2 separate regions of the Oryctolagus cuniculus genome follow, and region 1 is linked to region 2. The links are chromatin contacts, called in public Hi-C maps. All regions are on one chromosome and are shown on one strand. Each heading gives the region's core, a stretch centred on a gene start, on an enhancer-like site or on the middle of the called end of the contact. The rest is flanking DNA. Distances are from core to core; before and after follow the strand shown. Region 1 holds the start of PTGER4 (prostaglandin E receptor 4). Region 2 overlaps LOC103349612 (a long non-coding RNA gene).

Region 1 (2,743 bases), core at 232-2,731, 210 kb after region 2:
CCTCTCTCTCTCCATGGCTCTACCTCTCCCTGTAACTCTGTCTTTCAAATAAATAAAATAAAATCTTAAAAAAATAAATAAATATGATTCTAGACATTTTATGAGCTGTTAACAGTTGAAATCTGGAATCTCTTCTTTTTAGTCATTTGTTCCTGAAACTAACTGGAGAACCAGATAAATTATCAAAGATGTATTCATTCATGCAATATCATTTAAGAAACGGGCGTCTGCCTATATAAACGAGTCCAGTTATTAGCCTGTGAGGAGATGTGCTATGTTAAAATGCATATTTATAGCAGATGGAAAATTTTTTTCTAGGAACTTAAATGGTGTGAAGATCCACACAATTTCACTGTACAGTATTCTAAAAAAAATAGCGAGGCTGTTTTAATTGCACCGTCAAGTTCAAGATGTCTCTTGCGCTGGTGTTCAGCTTCGATTTTAGGTAATGGTGAAGTAAGAAGTAAACAATGAGTACGCAGAAAAAAAATGTTCCCCACCACACAGCAAGCCACACAAACTGCAAATAGAAGAAACAGCAAAGCAAAGAGGTTTCCCCAAACCACGAAGTTGACAGTTGACGCCTTAAGAAAACTCGCTTGACTTTGCGCGCCCTGCCGTGCCTCCCCGAGCCTTTCAGATTTGTGGTGAGTGTGTCTAACTCGAAAATCACACTGCCCAAAGCTCTGTTATTTCCAGGGGCACAAACTCCCCGGAGGCTGAGAAACAGCTCCGCAGACACACGGCCCTCCACGGTCACCAACCCCGCCTAGGACCGGAGGATTCTGCCACCTGTGCCCTTTCCTCTCCCTTCGCCTAAGGTGCCCGGGCGCAACACGGGCTCTGCCAACCACTTCCTTTTATGGCGAGAGGATGGAGTCTTCGTTGTTTCCCCGCCCATGCCTGGTCCCTACCCACCCGTCTACCCGCCACGGGCCGCTGCTTGCACCCAGGTCTGGCCCGGGGCCCCGCGCCCGCGCGCACACACCCGCTCCTCCTCTCCCTGCGGCGGCTCCAAGACTGAGTCCTAAAGCAGTGGTCCTCCCTTCCCCAGACTCAGATGTCGCGGCCCCCGGGTCACAAGATGCGACAGCCCACTCGAAGCCCAGGCAGCCAGGGAGAAGCGGCCCCTCTGCACGCCTACTCCACGAAATGCCAGGAGGATGCTCGGGAAAGCACCGGGGCTTCCCGGGGTCTCTGTCCCGGGCACACTTTACGGACCTCCCCGGCCGGAAAAGCCCAGGAAACCGCCCCCCGCCGCACTAGGGGCGCGGCACTGCCGGGACCGGCCCCGGCCCGGCCCCCGGCTCCGCCCGGCCGCGGGAGGGGGGACGCGCTCCGCCTCCTTCCAGCCCCGCCAATGAGCGCCCGGGCCGCGCGCCGTCCGCCTCCGCCTCTGCCAGGGAAACTTGAACAAGCAGAAAAGTTTGTACAGAGGCTGCAAGGGTGAGAGCGGAGCTCGAAACCCAGCAGCCCCGGAGGAAAATGAGCAGCCCCAGGTCAAAGCCGCAGGCCCAGCGGACCCCGAGCCACCCCCAGGGCTTCAGGAGCGGCCCCAGCGGCAGCCGCCGACTTCGATAGCCGTCGGTGCCGCCCGCGGCTGCGGAGGACAGCGCCCGGAGCCAGGGGCCGAGCTCCGTGCCACCTGCGCGCGTGGCCGCTCACCTGAACGCTGTCCTCCCGCGGACGGGACCTGCGGGCTTTGCAAAAACTGGGACTGGTCTGTCAAAGAAAGGAGAAATAAAATCCAACGAGAAATCGAAAACTCGTCCAACACTGACCCGCTTGCTCTCCACGCTTTGGAAATTCGGCCACCCAGACCCCAGTTCCGGAAAAGTGGCCGCCACCGCGAGCGGGTTCTGAGAAGGCTTGGCCAGGGCCGGACTGAGCCGGACGAGGCTGAAGCAGGTTGCAGGCTGGTCCAGGACAGCTGTGGCCTGACCCTGGGGGTTCCCGGGGCTGCCACCGCTCCGGCAGTTCCAGGTAACGCCAGGGTTAGGGGAATCCGGTTGCGAGGCTAGGGGATCCGGGCGCGCCGGGAAGGGAGGCATGGAGGGGAGAGTGAGCTCTTCACATATCCTCCGTCACTTGTTTTCAGTGGGAATTTTCTCTATTTGGAGTCTGTCGGGAATACATTAGCAAGTCACTTTTCCCTTGAGAGGGGCCTCGTTCGTCTCGGCAATGGAGATGGGTTGGGGAGTAGGCGGGGAGGGCAGGATTGGCTTATCAACATTGATGTCAGTGGAGTGGTGCTGCTGGCAGGACGCATCGGGAGCCGGGGCACGTCGGCAGCCGCAGTTGGCACCGGCTGCCATCCGGAGAGTTAGATAGAGTTGCTCCCCTGGTCTCAGTGCCTTGTTGCTGGGACCTAATCACCTGGCAGGTGGTCCTTTCCGCTCACCGCGCCTTTGCCTCTCTCCTCCATCCCTAGACCCAAGCCTCGCGCTCCAAGGCTGCACACCGCAGACCACCGTCATGTCCACTCCCGTGGCCAATGCGTCCGCCTCTTCGATGCCCGAGCTGCTGAACAACCCGGTCACCATCCCGGCCGTGATGTTCATCTTCGGGGTGGTGGGCAACCTGGTGGCCATCGTGGTGCTGTGCAAGTCCCGCAAGGAGCAGAAGGAGACGACCTTCTACACCCTGGTGTGCGGTCTGGCCGTCACCGACCTGCTGGGCACGTTGCTTGTGAGCCCTGTGACCATCGCCACCTACATGAAGGGCCAGTGGCCCGGGGGCCAGG
Region 2 (2,826 bases), core at 264-2,763:
CTACCAGTGATTCTGAATGAAACTCCTGATGAAATATACTTAAGACACTGGCAGCCAAGCAAATTGGAAGCACAAGGATAAATAAAGAGGACTATCACTGAAAAACTGTTTCTTTTGCATTTTCATCAGGTTGCCAAGTACCATTCCTTTAAATTTTGCCACTGCATTTTATGCTAAAATAAGCTTATTTGGGCAAGATGCTTGCCAAAGATTTCACGCTTTGTGAGCCTTCAAAACCTATTGTAAACACTGAAAATTTGTGGGGGCCAGCGCTGGGGCATAGCATGTAAAGCCACTGCCTGCAGTGCTTCATAGGCGCTGGTTTCAGTCCTGGCTGCTCCACTTCTGATCCAACTCTCTTCCAGGCCTAGGAAAGCCATGGAAGATGACCCAAGTTCTTGGGCCCTGCACCCACATGGGAGACCCAGAAGAAGCTCCTGGCTCCTGGCTCCTGGCTTCAGATCAGCACAGCTCCGGCAGTTGCAGCCAATTGGGGACTGAACCAGCAGACCTCTCTCTGCCTCTCTTTCTCTCTCTATGTAACTCTGACTTTCAAATAAAAAAAAATCTTAAAAAAAATAAGAAAATTTGTGCAGATCTCTACCAGAAGCCTGCTTGCACCCAAGTATGATTGCAAAAATGGGTAGTTTGTATTGAAGAAAAGAGAATGAAAGGCACTCTCTGTGTTCAAGCATGATGTGTCTCCTGGTAGGCATCCTCTCCATGCTGTGTCAGAGATAGATACACTTTCTGTCCCCAGTGTAGCAGCTGCTGCCTACATTTCACGTTCTGATACACTTTGTGGCTTCCTCTTCCCTTCAAGGGGCTGTGATACTTCTATTCAACATATGTTTTCCATTCCATAGCTGACGACTTTATGACAGACAAGCCCCAGTTTCAGTCTATGCAGTCACTAAACGACAGGAATTCCACAGGCATGTAAAGTGACCTAAGAGAGTTTTAGATCTGTTTGGAAAAGAAAATGTAAAGTCCTTTAACAATGTGCAGGCAGTTTTGTTGCATGATCTATCTAGTACCAACTAGATAACTAATGCCTTGTGGATTTCTTTTCACTAGAAGCTCACGTGATTCTTCTCTTGGGACTCAACCAATCACTTTCACTTTTCTTAAGTTCAAAAACAGAAGCCTCCAACAGACAACAGTATCATTTTTAAGCATATTCTGTAACACCTCCTTATCTCCAATCCTGTGCTTTTGGCCTGATGCTTTAGCTCTTATTGGAAGGATACAATATAAGATTTAAATGTGAATGTGGATGAAGTTTTGCTCTTTTTATTTGTGTTTCTTTCTGTTAGAGTGAGCCCAGCTTTGGTGCTAAGGACATGTAATCTGTGTAGATAAAAACAGTGCTTATATAATCATGACTTCCCAAAACACATCAACAGCACTCTTTTGAAAGCCAGCAGGCAGCCAGGCAAGTAGGTAGGCAGGTAGAGAGCGAAGGGAGGCTCAGTGTCAATCAAAGGCATACTTGACTTGCATTTCCTCCTCTTTTAATCAACTCTGCAAGTAGTTCTCCCCACCTCTCCCTCTATTCCTGATCTGGTGAGCAGCGTGACTTGCCCTTAGCAAAAGGAAAAATCTAAGTCCCTTCCTTTATATAAACATCAGAAGTAACTCAATTAGGTCCATGCAGAGAGAGTGAGGAGTCTTCAGACAACAAGGATTCCAAGACTTTCTATGTGTGAAACAATTTCACCCTTTCCCAGCTGCTACTCAGCTCACAGTCCTTCTACCCTTATTGCTCAGCCAGCATCTGTCACTGCCAGGAGCCCCTTGCCTGCCAAGTCAAACAGCCAGTCTTGAATGACTGAGCCCCACGTGCTGAAACAAGCCCCCATTTCTCAATGCCCTTACTCTTTAGAAAGCTGTGGTAGGCAGGAAAGATACTCAGCCCTCCACACCCCAAATATACTCATATCTAAGCCATTCTTCCTGCAACCTGTGACTATGTCGGGTGACAAGGCAGAAGGGAACTAAGGTTGCAGACAGAACTAAGATTCCTAATGAGCTAACTTTAAAACAAGGAGATCATTCTCCACTGTCTGGTCCAGTATAATGACCAGAGTTCTTAAAATTTGGAGAACAGAGAAGAGAAGATCAGAGTGAAGTGATATGAAAATTAATCAACCTGTCATCACTGACTTTGAAGATGGAGAAAGGGAGTCATGAGCCAACTTTCCAAAAGTTGGAAAAAGCAAGGAAGAGGATTTTCCTCTAGAATATCCAAAAGGGGGCACAGACCTCCTGATTTTTTTTTATTTGAGCCTGGTGATCCCTGCATAAGAATTTGGACCTATTCCTTATTACATCAGCAATTTACTACTTAAGTAAATGCCTTTACCATCACTTTCGTTTCTTTCCCACGGTGGTCTTCTCTAGAAATCTAAGGATTTTTAGATCAAAAAGCTCTTAGTTGCATGCCATTCAAGGCTCATGTCTTAAGATAAAAATCCTTTTGTTAAATCACTGAAACACAAATGAGTTTTCATAAAAGCAGCCATTTACTGGTACTCTAGTCCAGGGGGAAAGCCCAGGTCAGACTGCTAAGGTTCACAACAATCCTGGTTGTTTCTTACAGCTAGAGCAGGGACGGATTACTTCACACTGCTTCTCTTTCCCCATGTTTAAATGTGCAAAAAAGCAATATCTACTTTACAGGATAGTTGTAGAACTGAATAAATCAATGCATATTAAGAAGCTTAGAACAGTATGTAGCATAAAACAAGTACCAATGATCATTGAACTTCATAGTGGCTTTGGTTATCCCATCACGGTTTTGGATATCCTGATAACATCTGGTCT

The links. Hi-C and Micro-C count contacts between places; a contact is called where the count stands out from the background.
Region 1: a Hi-C map of skin fibroblasts shows a contact between it and region 2, with 2.3 times the contacts expected there. The contact joins the promoter of PTGER4 here to the enhancer-like site in region 2. A contact is called at or near these places in 2 of 6 Hi-C or Micro-C datasets (embryonic fibroblasts and skin fibroblasts).

What each region holds. Positions count from the first base shown.
Region 1 is chr14:65,919,088-65,921,830 of mOryCun1.1, forward strand. PTGER4 (prostaglandin E receptor 4) reads left to right here and starts at 1,482. Exons shown (of 3, transcript NM_001082259.1): 1 at 1,482-1,983; 2 at 2,432-2,743. The coding sequence starts at 2,476.
Region 2 is chr14:65,706,013-65,708,838 of mOryCun1.1, forward strand. All of the region lies in intron 1 of LOC103349612 (a long non-coding RNA gene), which reads right to left. Among named protein-coding and RNA genes, the nearest start is that of PTGER4, 210 kb to the right of the region's middle. Within about 2 kb of position 1,514, at least 1 of the 8 cell types and tissues checked has an H3K27ac peak or open chromatin away from gene starts, as enhancers often do.